Regions from separate parts of the Sus scrofa genome. Here region 2 is linked to region 1. A link is a contact called in public HiChIP or PLAC-seq data. All regions are on one chromosome and are shown on one strand. The core of a region is the stretch at or near the end of the contact, and the rest is flanking DNA. Distances in the headings are between cores, read along the strand shown.

Region 1 (7,911 bases), core at 3,565-6,064:
CATGACACCCACACAGACTGCAGGGAGGGCTGGCAGCAGAGGGGGCCCTGGGTCTTCAGGGCCCTGCAGCCCATGTGTGGACCTGCAAGTCTGGCCAAAGCTGGACCTCCAGCCTCCTGGGTCACGCTGGCGTCTGGAAGCATTGGGCTCCTAGCTGTTCTGGTCTGGAAACCAGTCTGAGAACCTGAAGAGGGCTGAGAGCTAGATGATAGGAGGTGGCTTGTGGCATCAGGAGAAGGCGAGTCGAGCAGGGCCAGCGGGAGAGCTGGTCACAGGCCCCGCAGAGCTATCTGAAGCCCGCCTGTCCTGGCTGGGCGCACTCGTGTCTGGCAGAGGCTGCTGCCCTGGGCCTTGGTGCCTCAGTCCGTGGGTGGCTCCTGCACCCATGCCTGGGGGCTGAGTTAGGTTCCTTTGCTCAGTGCCACCTCCCAGGGAGATGGCAGGGCATTGCTGTGGGGCAGCCTGCTGTCCGTGGAGATAGGAGTGTGACCAGGTACCCTGGCCCATTGTTGCTTCAAAGCTGGGGCTGTGTGCTTCCCAGCAAGCTGGCCCCAGGTGCCTGGAGCTCTGGCCTTTCCCGGGAGGAGCTGGCGGGGCCGTGGCCAGGCAGCTGAGACCTGGCAGCTGCCTCCTCCTTGCTCCCCTTTGGGGGTTCAGTGGAGGACGTAAGGGTTGGGCCTCCTGCCCAGGACTTGGGATTTCAGAACTGGGCAACTTGCAGTCAGGGCCAAGTTACACCCCTCTCTCAGAGCCCCTTGATCAGTCCTTCTCGGATTATCTTCAGTCTGCCTGCAGTCTGTGCCCAGGGCGCGTGCTCACTGAGCCTGTGTTTCCACAGTGTCTGCGTCTTCCACGCTTCCATCTGTGAGGGGTTCGACCTCCGGTTCCCCAGACCTGTGATCGGTTCATGGAGCTGTTTTGTCTTTGTTCGTGTTCTCATGTTTTACTGTAAATTGTGTTGCTTCTAAAAAATTCAAGAAAGTTCATTGCTCATGTCTCTTTAATATTGTCTTGCTTCTCATTTAAACATTTATCTGCAGGTGCTAAAAGAGTAATTGATTGGACATTTAAGAATTCAGGAGATAGTTTATTTAATCAGATATACTGTTGTATTCATAACCTAAATGTCCTCTTTTTCTAGGCAAATCCTGTATTCAAATATGTGGACAGATTTAAGTGCAGCTTTAAAGTTATTTAAATGAGCATCAGTTTCTGACATTTAGGGCTTAACTTGTTACCTGTGTGTGCCATGCCAGTCCGTGCTCGTGGGTTAATAGGAAGCATGTTTGAGAGAGTCTGACTCTGCTTATCAGCCCTCAAAAACATATGAAATCATATGCCTCTAAATTACTTGCAGATGATCCTTAATTTAAACATCTGAGCACAGCCAGGAAGCCGTTCAGACCTCAGGGTGATCAGAGGCTCAGAAAGAGCCAGACTGGGAGCCACTTGTTCTACTCAGTCTTGTCCTCTAAGGCCACACGGGGCTCTGCCAGGACGCCCTTCCTGGTCCCTGGGGCACTTGCTTTGGCCTAGTGAGCAGGTTGTGAACAACCCTGGGCCTCTTGGGAAGGTGTTGGTGCTCTTCATTCCAGTTCTCTACCTTGTCCTGGGCCCTTGGTTTTCATCTTTCATCAAGGAGCCACCCCACCTCAGCCTTGCCTGATGGGCGGGGATCACCCAGGGCCAGGGCTCTGCAGGACCCCCTGACCAGTCCCTTGGCACCCCACCCCACCAGAATTGGGTAATTTCCATTCCCTTCTCCTGCGCTCATCATCCTCTAAGAGCTATTCAAGCCCCAGACCAGGTTTCTCTCAACTCGAAGTTTGGGTTGTACCCCGGGTGGGTGTACCCTGCATTAGTGCTGAAATCTCCAGTGCTTGGAGCAGTCCATACTGTCATCAAATCTCAAGGGACTCTGTGACCTAGGACCACCAGAGGAGACCGCTCCCCCTCCCGTTTGATTGAAAGATGAATTTACCCAGAGGGTTGAACCCTGGATACCTTCTCAGGCGTGGTCCCAGCCCAGCTGTTAGGGATCACCACGGATCATGAAAACAGGCTTTGCAACCCTTCTCCTCATAGAGACTCTTGGAGGAAGGGTTATGGTGAGGCAGAGATCTGTATTTTTTCCAAGGCCTGGGGTAATTGTGATTTTAGCCAGACAGATGTTCAAGAGTCACTTCTCTGCCACATGCCACCCCATAGTGGTCCCCCTCTTTGTTAAGTAGATGATCTCAGGATATCTGAGCTCTGATGTAGAAGCTGGAGTCTTCTGTTCACAGAGGCCTTTCATTTTGCTCTATTTCTGTCCCCTTGGCCAGTTAAGAAGTCATTGCCAAAGACGATTAGAGAGAAGATCCCTTGCCACTGCCCTTCCGGACAATCCAGGTTGTAAAGTCTTCATTCAGCTGGTTCTGGCTATTCTTGGGGACCTGAAACCCACCCATATCAATACCCTAACACATTCTTCTTGAGACATGAAATAAAACTTGAGACATAAAATAAACGTTTACTCACAGGGATCCCTTTCGAAACCTTTTTCTTTGAGGTGGCACACCCAGTTAACTAGAAATTGTAGGATTTTTAAGAGAAGGAGGGAGACTAAAACGAGTACTTCCCAAAGTGACTCAGCAGAGGTGAAGCGAATTAAACTTGGGATTCTTCGAGGGACCTGGAGGGACATTCTGATTCTAGGCTTTTGTCCATCCCAAAGGTTCTGCATTTGTTTTCCACATGAAAGATTGGCAGGGATGTGTTTGGTATATGGATTTCATGACTGGATCCTAACCTTTAGGATCTCAGCAGTTGACCTTTGGCCCAGGTTCCGCAGTCAGGGCAGTGCGCTCTGAACTGGACACTCCATTCACTAGTCATTCTCTCTCACTGCAAGTTTTGCTTCCAGCTGTCATGAGCCACCATGGGCTCTGGCACATACAGTGTGATGGACGTGGGGCTCTATCGCATTGTGACGTGTCAGCATTTTATGTTGCCGTATCAGCAACATGAGTGTTTATGGCAGTGAATTGGGCAGTGAGCCCCAGGAAGCCCAGCCACCGTCGTGTGACTTCTTGGGAAGAGGCAGGCTGGCCCCAACCTCTTCTCCAGTCAGTCGGGCCAGCTTACTGCCAGCTGCTGCTGCAGTTGCACTAAGCATTGAGTTGTTGGTGTTTGAACTGTGTGCTGCTCCTTAATCATCCATGTCACCCTCCATTTCTGTGCAGATTGCAGTCCCCCTCCTGAAGAGGCCAGCCCAGGTACGTGGTTTCCGTTCAAGGCTTCTGCAGATGCCTTTTTAATACTCAGGTTGTGTCTGTAGCAAATTGTCAAAGATGATCTTGTACTCTGAGTGTTAGGAAAATATTTTAGGAGTTGCTTCATGTAGCAACTCTTGCTAGGTTTGGTGAGAGGCTGGCCAGTCGGGCTGGGGGCCAAGGCTGGAAGTCATATGGGGGCTCATGCCTTTTCTCACTTTCCCATCCTAAAACCTTCTCAGACGACTAGTGTCCGTGAGCGCATTGGGCTTCGGAAAGAGGGTGGCCTGTTAGGAGAGGTCCATGTTTGTAAACGAGGCTTCCTATGGTTTCCCCTGAACTTGCAAGCGTTACAAGGGGAGGGGTCACCAAAAAAGTTGCACCCTTGCAGATACTGCAACTCTGGAATCACACCGCATCTGCTCCGCTGAGTCTGGCTGCAGCCTTAGAATTCCTGTCAGGCACTGCCGTGGGCTGCAGGTGCCATTAACACTCACCGTGGCATCTTCCTGCTGCGTTTGCATGTAGAAATCAACGTTTATGGCTCAGCTCAGGCCAGATCCCATCCACTGCCTGCTCCTGTAAATACCTTTTTCCTGGAAATGAGTCAGGCCCATTCATTCACATCCGTCCATGGCTGCTTTTGCAAGGCAATGCCAGTGTTGCAACAGAGACCCCGTGGCCTCCAAAGCCTAAAAGATGTACTGTCTAGCCCTTTACAGAACAAATGTGCCGACCCCTGCTCTAATTCATATTTTATTCCCTGGATGTGACCTGTGGTTTTCCCAGGGTGAGCATGAGACACCCCCCCAAATATAGTGCTGCCTTTTTTTTTCCCCTTAAACTCCAGAAAAGCAGCTACCCAGTCAGCCTGAGGATTACATGTTCTTGACTGGATGTAAATCTAACTTAGCAGGATACCTGCTTTACAGTTAGAGTGCAGTAAGCTGCAATTGTGTGATTTTCCACACTCTGCCCGGCAGCTGTGACCTCAGCTTGGCTTGCTGCGCTGACCCCAGAGCCCCATTCGGAGTTGGCTCATCGCTGGGCAATCTGCTACCTCATAAACCCCACTGTTTGCTTTCAGCGCCTCAGTTTCTCTCTTCCTAGAAGTCAGTCTGGCCCTGAGCGGGTCTCCAGTTCCAGGGCTGGACCTTCTGGATCTCTGAGGCCTGGTCCCTGCACAGGCAGTTAGCTGGTGCCTCCCCTTCCAGTGCCTCTCCTGGTCTGGGCCTCCTCCTCCTTGTTGTCTGCCTCCTCTGTTCCCCATCAGCTTACCTCCATAGCAGGCCAGTGCCTGCACCCTGCTCCATCTCCCCTGAGCCCATGGCAGGGACATCAGGGACCATCCCTGGCAGTTAAGGGAAGGGCTGGGGGCCGCCCGTGCCTGCCCCGTAGTGGGTGGGGGCACACTCAGCCCTGGGTGTCCTGCAGTTTGCAGAATTGGCGGGAAGTCGGGTGGGTCCCCAGCCCATGCGCAGACAGGGCCTGGCTTGTGTAACTCTGCTCATTTTGTCAGCTGGGCCATTTCCAGCTCTGGTGGCTTGTCCACAGTTGATGTCAGATGGATGAAAATGGACCCTGCCAAGAGTTCCTTTAGCTCTTCCCACAGAGCTGTATTGAGTCAGAGTGAAGACACACACATTTCCTCTGTCTCCCTACTTCCTTCCTCTCTCTCCTGTTAATATAGTTAAAAAAAAAAAAAAAATCCCAGATAGAAGTTATCTGAAGTACATGGTCCTGGCATGGCTACCAGCCAGTGAATGTTCCAGGAGAGCAGCTGGCCGAGGCGCTCACCCCAAAGGGGAACCAGCTGTGTCACAGAGGAGACTGCTTAATCACTGTGTTTTTTTTTTTTTTTTTTTTCGTTTTTTTTTTTTTAATAGCAAGACTTTTTTATTTTTTTAATTTTATTGGAGCATGGTTGAATAGGAAGACGTTCTTGACGCAAGAGGCAGAGTAAACCTCTCCCTTCACCAGCCTTAACATCCCAGACATCTGTCCTTAACTCACTTCCGGTAGCGTCTCATCACTGTCACTGAAGTTTATTTTGTTTGGAAGTTTTACATTTTGGTTTTTCTTCATGTTGACCTAAAATGTTCTCTCTCCAACCACTCCTCGCTACATAGTCAGACATGCACCCAAACAGCACTTCTTTTTGCGTGTCTGCACAGACACTGAGCCCGTTCTCTTCCCACGTTAACAACCTTGTCTCTGTAGATTAAATGAGAAACCGATCAGGGAGGGAAGCACTGTCTGGTATTGTGGACGTGGTGGTTCCTGCTCTCATTGAACCCTGCAGCCATCCAGCTGTTCCCTCTGGCCCAGGGTTGCACCTCTTCTCTGGTGCCTTTAAACATTCTTCCAATATGATGGTTTTTTCCAGTGGATTTTTTGTTTGTTTGTTTGGTTGGTTTTTCCTTCCTCTAGGTAGCAAAACTGAATCATTCTTACATGGGTTTTGTCTAAACAGAAATTGGCAAAGTCAAAAATTTTTTGCATAGAGAGCTTGCTTAGTCAGATAGGTCTCCTTGTATACCCTGATCATTTGCAGGTTTAAATGATCACAGTTTGCCTATAAATTACACAGATATTCAGGTGAAGTAGAAAAGCAAAGTGAAATTGGCAGCTTTGCTCTAAGAGCAGGTACTTCTTAGGTAAAGAGTATTCTTAAGGACTGCCTCCCTTTCCCCAAACTTTTTAGTTACTAAAACTTAATGGTCATTGGCCTTTTTATTTGCTGAATATAATTGACATGGGTTCAACCGAGTCCTTCAAAGAGACAAAAACATGGTCTCTGAGAATATTAGAGGAAGAAAGAGACATGGGTGTGGTCAGTTACAGCCACCCTGTTTGACTGAGAAGGACCCTATGGCTGGGGAGCAGCTAGGGCCCAGCACGGCTCAGTGGTGGCTGGGGCCTGGGACTCACATTTTCCACTCCTCCATCCAGGGTTCTTTGTCACCATGATTTATTTTCAAAGACCTTTCTAAATTTAAGCCTGCTTGTTTCCATTAAAGATCTGAATCCTTGTCCACATACAGCAAGCCTGCATATACACTTAGATCATTTCCACATTTTGAGTTGCTACATAGACTTGAAAATCTGCGTTAACCAAACACTGAATACAGGGAGGTCCTTGGAAAGCTTTTTTAAACAAAGAGTGAGGCACCTGGGTTGAGAGAGCAGAGCCACGGCTCCCTTCTCTCTCTCCAAGTTTCTGTTTATCTGAGATGAGCGACAGCCCGGGTGTGCAGTGCCCTACCCTCAGAGGGCATGCTGCACGGGCTGCTGCCCCCGGTTTTGGGGGCGCTCAGCCAGAGGTAATGACCCAGTGCCCCTTGCTGGTAACAATAAAATGATGGGGCATATCTTCTCTTTTAAATGTCTTCTCAATAGGAAGGGGGAAAAGAGCCAAAACCAAAAAAGCCTTTCACCGTGTTTTCTTCCCCTAGGTTCTATTTTTAAAAAGTTGTTGCGATGGGGTCAGAGTTTCCTTATGTTCCAAAACCCAAAAACTTCAGCTTGAAATAGATGGCACGGGGCAGGAAGGTGGGGTGGGGAGGAGGGGACGCCGAGGACTGGACACGCGGACGCTGCGGGGCCGGGCCCTTCCCTGGACCCAGACCAAGCCCAGCTGCGCTCCTTGCTGCTGGATCCAGAGGAGCAAGAGGACAGGTCTCGCCCCACACAGGAGTGGTGGTGTCATGGGAGAGGCCTGGCCTCTGCAGACAGCATGTTTCCTCGCTCAGTCCTAACTCCCAGAAGCCTATCACTTTGCTCGGGACTAGTCACAAGTGCCACTGTGTCCCAGGGGGTGGGGAGAGCAGACGGGCGTCACCACACCCTGGGTTGGGCTGATGCTGAGTTTGCTGAGAAGCTTCCGGCTAGTGGGGTGGAGGCAGGGGCGGAGTGCGGGTGGGGGCCGGGGGCCTTGCAGGCCCTTCCTTCTGAGCTGACCCTTCCTCGTGCCAGGTGAGTGGAGCGAGGCCCTGTACCCGCTGCTGACCACCCTCACAGACTGCGTGGCCATGATGAGCGACAAGGCCAAGAAGGCCATGGTCTTCCTGCTCATGCAGGACAGCGCGCCCACCATCGCCACCTTCCTGAGCCTGCAGTACCGCCGTGACGTGGTCTTCTGCCAGACGGTGAGTCCTGACTCGGTGGCCAGCCTTGCCCTTGGGCGCAGAGAGAGGAGCCTAGGGTTTGTGGCCCTGTGCCACCTGCGCCTTTTCCCTATGAAGAGGTGTGTTAAGGGAGACATGCAATCTGTTTTCTTGTTTATAAAACAGCAGATGTCAGGGCGGCTCCCACAGCTCTGTTCTCGTGATTTCTCTCAGCAGAGGGAAGGCCTTCAATGAGTGTCAGTTGACAGATGCCAGGAATCTGATTAGCAGTTAAGGGCAGCGCAGGCTCGGGTTCTCGGCAGTCCTCTCCCATCCCGCGAGGCCCAGGATGTGCCCAGGAAGCCTTCTGCTTGTGGAGGGATCTTTCTCCACGTCTGTTCCTCCCTGAGCACCTTGGTTTCCAGCCAGAGCTGGTCTGAATCTGTGGGCATTAAGGCCCTTCCTTTTACTGTGGGGAAATAATTCTGGGCTTCCAGTAGGTTCTGGCCCAGGAGTGACCCTAAGTTCAGGCCCGAAGCAGAGTCCAAACC
Region 2 (7,911 bases), core at 3,449-5,948, 100 kb before region 1:
TTTGTAGTAATAGTTTTTGTTTTAAGGGGTTTTTGCTTTTTGTTTTTGTTTTTTGTTGTTTCTGTTTTGTTTTGTTTTGGTCTGCTATTAATATAACCACTGTAGCACTCTGTTGGTTACTGTTTACATGGTAGACTTACCATCAACCTATTTATGCCTTTGAATTTTGTTTCTATAGAGCACATAGTTGGTCCATGTTCTTCTTTTTTAAAAATCCATCTGATAATCTCTGCCTTTTAATTGGAGCATTTAATTTATTTACATTTAATATAATGTGACAAGGTAGGATATAATCTGCCTTTTGTTATTTGTTTTCTATGTATCTGGACTTCCTGCCGTGGCACAGTGAGTTAGTGATCTGCCTTGTCTCTGTGGCATTGAGGGTTCAATCCCCGGCCCAGCACATTGGTTTAAGGATGCGGGTCAGATTCAGTCTCTGGCCTGGGAACTTACAGATGTCACAGGTGTGGCCAAAAAAGTAAAACAAACAAACAAAAAAGAGTATTTGGTATCTATATATCCTATATCTTTTTTTGTTCCTCTCTTCCTCTATTGCTTCTTCTATTACTGCCTTCTTTTGTAGTAAATAGATATGTTCAAGTATATTTTAATTCCCTTCTTTCTTAATTTTTTATTAATGTATTAATTTATTTAAAATTTTAAATTATAGTTGATTTACAGTGTTGTGTCAATTTCTGCTGTACAGCATAGTGACCCAGTTATACACACACACACACACACACACACACACACTTTTTTTTTCTTGTTCTTTTTCTTAGTCTTTTTTTCCTTCATTTTTGAAAGATAGGTTTTTTTCTGAATATAGAATTCTAGGTTTATAGCCTTTTCCTTTCAGTACTTTGACTATATCATCTTATTGCCTTCTGACTTCCATGATATTAATTTTAGTGAGGATCCCTTATACCTGATGAATTGCTTCTGTCTGTGTACTTTCAGGAGTCCCTCCATCTTTGGCCTTTGATAGTTTGATGATGATGTGTCTAGGGTGAATCTATTTGAGTTTATCCTAGTTGGAGTTTATTAAACTTCTTGGATGTGTAAATTAGTGTTTTTCATCAAAATGAGAAGGTTTTAGCCATTACTTCTTCAAATATTCTTTCTGTTCCTTTCTGTTTCCTCTCCTTCTGGGATTCCTACTGTGTTGGTATGGTGCCCCACAAATCTCAGAAGTTTCTGTTCATGTTTTTTCATTCTTTTTTCTCCGTGTTCCTCGGACCAGGCAATATCAATTGACCTATTTTCAAATGTAATTCTTCCTTCTGTCAGCCCAGTACTGGGGTGTACCCCTCTAACAAATTTTTCATTTCAGTTATTACAGCTTTCCAAAAAGGATTTCTGTTTAGTTCTTTTTTATAATTCCTATGTCTTTTTGATATTCTCTCTCGCTCTCTCTTTCGTGTGTGGTGTGTGTGTGTGTGTGTGTGTGTGTCTTTTTAGGACTGCACCAGTGGCATATGGAGGTTCCCAGGCTAGGGGTAAAATTTGAGCTGTAGGCACTGGCCTATGCCACAGCCACAACAATGCCAGATCTGAGCCATGTCTGTGACCTACACCGCAGCTCACAGCAACGTTGGATCCTTAACCCACTGAGCGAGGCCAGAGATTGAACCTGCATCTTCAAGAATACTAATCAGATTTGTTTCTGCTGAGCCACAATGGGAACTCCTAATAATCTCTTTTTGTTACTCTCATACCTTCCTTTAACTTTTGAGATATTGTTTCCTTTAGTTATTTGAACATGTTTATAATAACTGGTTTAAAGTCTTTGTCTAGTAAGTCCAACATTTGTGTTTTCTCATGGACGTTCTCTTGACTACCTTTTAACCTGTGTCCTTTCCTCTTTCTTTACGTGTCTCATAACTTTTTGTTTAAAACTGGACATTTTAAATTATATAATGTCACAATTCTGGAAATCATATTTCCCTTTACCCGAGGATTTGTTGTTGCTTTTTGTTTGTTTAGTGACTCCCTTGGGATAATTCTATAAAGTCTGTATTCTTTGTCATTGTAGCTACTGAAGTCCTTGCTTGGTTAGCTTAATTCTTATCTTTTTATTGATATTCTTTGTGTAAATTTGCTAATTATTATACAAAGATTATTCTCAAAATGCTGGGACCAATATGTCTTTATGGAGGGTCTCTGTATGTGTGTTGAGGCATGTCTGCATTACTCAGGCAAGCAATTTAAAACTCTGCCTTAGCCTTCATTTCTTGTTTGCTCAAAGCCTCAAGGTCAGTCAGAAGTGAGAGTATGGCCTTCTTAAGTCTTTCTTGTACATATGCGCAGTTGTACATGTGTGTAACCCTTTAGAGTCCCAGAAATGTGTCAAATCTTTCCAAAGTTCCCCCATGTACATCTTCCTCATTCTTTCAGGTTAATTGGCTCACTTCTTTCTAGCTCCACCTCATATTACCACCTTAGGCACCTGCACTACTAATAATTACTACTGATTGCTTTCAGCAAATGCCCTGTGGATAGGGCCATGTGCACCAAAATAAGCACTGAGTCAGGTCAATTAAAGACAAGCCCTGAGAATGGAGCTTTTCTAGCAAGCTGCCAGACCAGTCAAATAGTGACAATTCTCTGGGGATAGGGCTTTATGAAGTACTCCAAATCCTTTTTTGCCCTTGCAGTGGCTGTGAGGCTATGGTTTTTACAGCTGCTGTGGCAGCAGGGCTGTTGATTTTCAAGACTCCATATATTCTCTAGTGAAAACACATGTAAACATAAATATGTCGTATTTGATGGCCCCCAAAAGAAATTCTCATGTTTGTTGGTTCTAGTCCCCAAAATAGCACTCAGCTCTTAATTATCAAAATATAGCTTATCTCAATCAGCTTACTTATTGTATATAGGTTATCTAGTTTCACAGGTTTATCAGAATCCCCGGAGGGCTTATTAAAATACAAATTGCTTGGGCCCACTTTGAGTGTCTGATTCAGCACATCTAGTAAGTCAACATTTGGGGAATTTGCTTTTCTAGCAAGTTCTGAAAGGACATTAGTGCTGCTATTCGGGTACCACATGTTGAGAGTAGCTAAAGGATGCATATATTTTCCCACAGGCACACCTCTAGGATACTTTCTTCTTTCATGTTGTGATGCCTGGGGAATGCATAGCACCATATTTACTAACAAAATTTGCTCCTTTTTCTCTTGATAATGTTCACTCTGCGGTGAAATTGGGGCTTGTTCCTTGTCACACTGAAAATATGATTAATCTTTGTAAGATTATCCTGAATCACACAGCAGTAAAGTACAAATGTTATTGGAAGCCTGATCTTAATTCACTGTTTGTTACTATGCTAAATGAACAGTTGAACTTAGACTGCCTATTTTTAAATGTTTGTGAATTTAAATTTAAAACTAATGATTTAAAAATTCTCATGGCTTGATTAAAGTTAGCATGGCCATAAAATGTATTGTCTGAATATTTCTGAAAACACTTTTGAGACTGGAAGGGGACCCTACTGATAATTTTGCTGAGTAAAAGATGTAAACTGGGCTTGCCCCAGCTAAACCAGGTATGTTGGTCATTCTAATTTTAGAAAATAAACTATAAAAACATTTCCACATTTCCAGTTTGATTTTCTTGGCTTTAATTTTATACTGGGCTTATTTCTGTTAATATTTCTTTCCATTTATCTGAGGAAATAATAAAAATGGTTCCGTTAGTAAATTACTTCTCATAGGAATAAAATAAAAAGTCAGAAAAAAAAATTAAAGTTTAAAAAGTTTTATATTTACTTGTTTTTATTGCAGACCGTTGTTGGTTTTTGATGACGTGGGGAAGCTCGAATTTATTTCTATGATATTAGAGAATTTTTAAGTTTCATTTCTAACTAGTGAATGTCTTTTCTTCTTAAAGTAAATCATAAATGCCTGTTTTTATACCTGAAGGATGTAAGGTCCGACTGAGAAATGTTCTGGTTTACTCAATTAAAATCGTTTACATTTAAAAAATTTTGAGAACTTTTTTTTCTGATAAAGTTTAAAGACCTGAAGGTAAATGTTATATTCAGCCCAGTATTTACCCTTGCTCAAGCACAAATATTAAGGTTTATTAAACCTTCATATTAAAGTGAAGTTTTTCTTCCAAAACTTCTGACTATTCTGTTTCTCCCCCTCTATGGAAAAATAGGACTTTGGGAGGGAAGTTTAAGGAGCTGATATTTGAGAGTCTATCAAAGTAGATTTTATACAATATGCCAGGACAGCCTGAGAGGGTAGCGGTTTCTCTCTTCTTTTTGTTCATCTGTATCTTTAAAGTACGATTTTAATTTTTGCTTGTTTCTGGGTTGAATGTTTAGTTCCCCTAAACATTGCCAAGGTAGTGTGTAAGACCGCCCCAAGGGAGTCGCGCAGACACCGGTACACATGGCCAGAGCAGTTCCCTGTTCGCCGCTTTTCCCAGCAGCCTTCTTCCTCGGGGATGCATCCGGGCCTTAGAAGCCTCAGTATATGTGATGGCGAAAATGCCACGATCTTATTAAGTCAGAAGTTCAAGAACTCTTTGCAGGCGATTCGGTCACAGCTGAAAGTGGGTGTTAGAGGAACGCGGGAGAAGTCAGCGTGAGCCGCCGCGGAGGAGGACCAGCTGGGTGGGGGTGGCCGGGATCGGGCGTGGGGGCGGCCCAAGGAACGCGCATGCGCGGTGAGGGGGCGGGGCCGGGGCGGGGCTGGCGTGGCCTCCAGAGCGGTAGCAGCGGCGGTGGCGGCGGCGGCAGCAGCGGGTCTGGGGCGGCAGCAGCGGCTCTGGGGCTGCAGCGCGGGCGACGGGTTCGCGGCTAGGCTGGGCGCCGCGGGCTGGGGTAGGAGGACCAGTATTTGGAGCCAGGCCGCCGTCCACGACGTGGCGACCGAGCGACGGCGCTGCTGCTGCGGGACTCGAGCGCGCGGCCCGGCGGGACCGAGAACGGCGGGGCGGCAGGGCGTGGGCGCCGCGGGCCGGGACGCGCCAGGTAGGTGCTCCGGACCGGGCCGGGCCGGGTGCGAGGGAGGGGGGCCGAACCGGCGGCTACGAGCCTCCGGGGACCGGGATGCTTCTCGGGCGGAACGGGGCGCGGCGCGCATCCAGACACCCGGCGCGCGGGACGCGGACGGCGCCGCGGTTGTCATGGAAATCGTGCAGCCTAGCGGTTCCCCGGTGGTGGCGTCTCGGGGAACAGCCCGACCCTGGCGATCCCTAGCTGGATGACGCCCCGGGCGCCTCGGGCTGAGGGGAGTGCGGTGCTGGCGCGGGCGGCGGGGAGCCGGGATGCGGGACGCAGCGCTGGTCTTGGTGCGTCTCCAGGGCTGGATCTAGTGACTCCAGACGCTGAAGGCCTCGCGGTGTTTCGAGTGTAAACAGAACCGGGTAAAAATAAACATGCACCTGGGTCCCCATGCTTCAAACTCTTCCCTTTAATGCCGGCCCACAGCCCCTGACAACATTTCTGCCATCTTTGCTGTTGACATTTTGTTTCTTTATGGCTTTGCTAGTCAAGGAATTGAGGCCTGAGAAACCTCAGGGATCTGAGACCCTCTCTTGCAAAGCTAGTCATGAATGTGCAGGCCATAGAAGATTGAAACACTTAAAACGTCAACGGTTAATTTATGTCTTTGTGGGCGAAGGGAGTGGTGATGAGCTTTGCTCTCCCTCCCCTTGTCGCCTGCCCTCTGACATTACATAATGATGTGTTCCTCCTGCTCCGAGTTTATCCATAATGACAGATCATGAAAATAGTCCTCTGGGTAAGAAAAAAGTATGGGCAGTTGTAAAGCCCATCTTCTTGTCTTTGGCTTTGCCACTGAATGTGTTTTGGGTTGGGGCAGTGCATTAGAGGCGAATTTGATTTCCCACCTGCCCCTTAGGGCCTCTAAACCAAAGGAATAGGGGATGGGGAGGTGGTTTGAATTTTGCGGTGAAATTCTGCCTGATTCATCTCTGTTCAGTAGATTGTGTGGACTGAGGGCAGGCCGTGGGGTTGGAGACTGAACAGGCTGACTAGGATGTGAATTCTGCATCTGCCAGTTGCTAACTTTGGCTCTCTATTTTCTCATCTCTGGCAGGTGAGAACTGAACTTGCTTTCCAGAGTTTGTTTTGGAATCTAGATGCGATTGGCGTTGGTAACATAGAATAGCTATAGGTTGTCCTTGGATGAAACCCAATTTGTCTTTGGGAAAACAGGCTAACAGGACTTTTTGTCTTTGGATGTAGGCTAGGGCCTTTGTTTTGGGGGTTCTTTGCTGAAATGTTTACTCCTGGAAGATTCAGTTCACTGGTTTCTTTGAAGGAAGTTGGTCCCACGTGGGAAGATCAGTGTGATTGGTCTGTAGGAGGGTTGGTGTCAGAAGACCATGAAGCTGTCCCAGGGGTGATGTGGCATTTCCATGGAGCCCACAAGGCCTTGTTTCTGTGGTGTCTTGTCAGCAAGCCTCTGAAGTAATAAGCCAAAGTTACAGCTACAGGGAGGGTTTGCTCTGAGGACAAGGCTTAAAGGAATGAATGCTGGACAAATTCAAAGAGGAAGCAGAGCCTTTGTTTCTATTGAGTTCAGTGGTAGAATTAGTTGTGCTAATTCTACAGGCTACTTACCTATTTTTCATAAGGCTTATGATATCTCAGTGTGTTTATCTGCTCAGGTACAAGTCCTTTCTCCCAGCTAGATTCAAAGTCAGGAGTAGACAGTATATCTCATTGCTTTTGGAAACTGGATATTTTCTTGTATTGCTGTTAAACTGAATGCCATTAATTTTTTGTTTTATATTTTGTTTTATTGCACCTGTGGGATACAGGAGTTCCTGGCCAGGGATTGAACCTGCACCACAGCAGTGACCTGAGCCACAGCAATGACATACCAGATCCTTGGCTGCTAGGCTACCAGAGAACTCCCGCCATTAGTTTTGTTTTGCTTTAAGGCCTCACCTGAGACATATGGAAGTTCCCTGGTGGGGGTCGAATCAGAGCTACAGCTGCCGGCCTACACCACAGCCACAGCAACTTGAGCCTCATCTGTGACCTACACCACAGCTCATGGGCAACACTGGATCATTTAACGCACTGAGCAAGGCCAGGGATCGAACCTGCATCCTCATGAATGCTAGTTTGATTCGTTTCCACTGAGCCATGATGGGAACTCCCTGCCATTAATATTTTTTCTATAAATCACTTTAAAGGAAAGGATGAAATAAAATAATATACGTGAGAAGTTGTAAGCTGTAAAGCCAGAGAGAGACAGGATGTGTATGACGAAATTATTGACCCTTCAAGTCCCTTTAGCCAGCTACCTACCTGGGAGCATTCTCCTCAGCCAAGCAAATCTACAAATGCACCAGAGGAATGTTACGAAAACGTGTGGGACCAGCTGACCCCCACCACCCATAGTAAGACAGACTAGGGGGGAGACTTTGGACCAAGGCCATATTATCCTAGTTTCTTGTGAAAAACTCCTGTATGGATTATGTATTCCATCATCAGCTACTCAGTGTGTCAGGATGCTTTGGCTTTCACCAAGGGAAGAACTGCACAAATCTGCAGTGAAGAAGGCTTGATTATGTCTTTGCTTCTTCTGTGAAGCTTGATTGATGAGCTAGTCTTGAGAGATCCCGCAAAACAGCCTTTTTCAGGGTGCTGGAACAGAAGCTCTGTGAGGAGAGCAAATTCAGGGGAAACCAGTATTAATACCAGGCAGGGCAGACCTGCTTCATTTTGTCTCTGTGCTTTTAAGGAAAGTGCCATTGTGAACTTAATCTATAGGAATTTACCTCTATTTCTATGGATATGCATACCTAGCTCTCAAAATATTTTTTGATACTATTTCAGATTCATTGAAAAGTTGCAAGAATAATCCAAAGAGTTTCCAGATAGTCTTTACCCACATGTTGACATTTGCTTTATCCTCGCTCCTA

The links. HiChIP or PLAC-seq counts read pairs in DNA pulled down with a chosen protein or histone mark.
Region 2: an H3K27ac HiChIP or PLAC-seq map of alveolar macrophages shows a contact between it and region 1. The contact joins two enhancer-like sites. A contact is called at or near these places in 5 of 47 Hi-C or Micro-C datasets (embryonic fibroblasts, fetal heart ventricle, heart right ventricle and 1 more) and 1 of 2 datasets of contacts at active chromatin or transcription factors (alveolar macrophages).

Annotation. Positions count from the first base shown.
Region 1 is chr3:55,728,669-55,736,579 of Sscrofa11.1, reverse strand. INPP4A (inositol polyphosphate-4-phosphatase type I A) reads left to right here. Exons shown (of 24, transcript NM_001143930.1): 16 at 3,225-3,257; 17 at 7,230-7,402. Among named protein-coding and RNA genes, the nearest start is that of INPP4A, 28 kb to the left of the region's middle. Within about 2 kb of position 4,814, at least 19 of the 83 cell types and tissues checked have an H3K27ac peak or open chromatin away from gene starts, as enhancers often do. A contact at or near this core is called in alveolar macrophages and skeletal muscle, where this site is marked.
Region 2 is chr3:55,831,173-55,839,083 of Sscrofa11.1, reverse strand. No RefSeq gene overlaps it. Among named protein-coding and RNA genes, the nearest start is that of INPP4A, 75 kb to the right of the region's middle. Within about 2 kb of position 4,698, at least 60 of the 83 cell types and tissues checked have an H3K27ac peak or open chromatin away from gene starts, as enhancers often do. A contact at or near this core is called in alveolar macrophages and skeletal muscle, where this site is marked.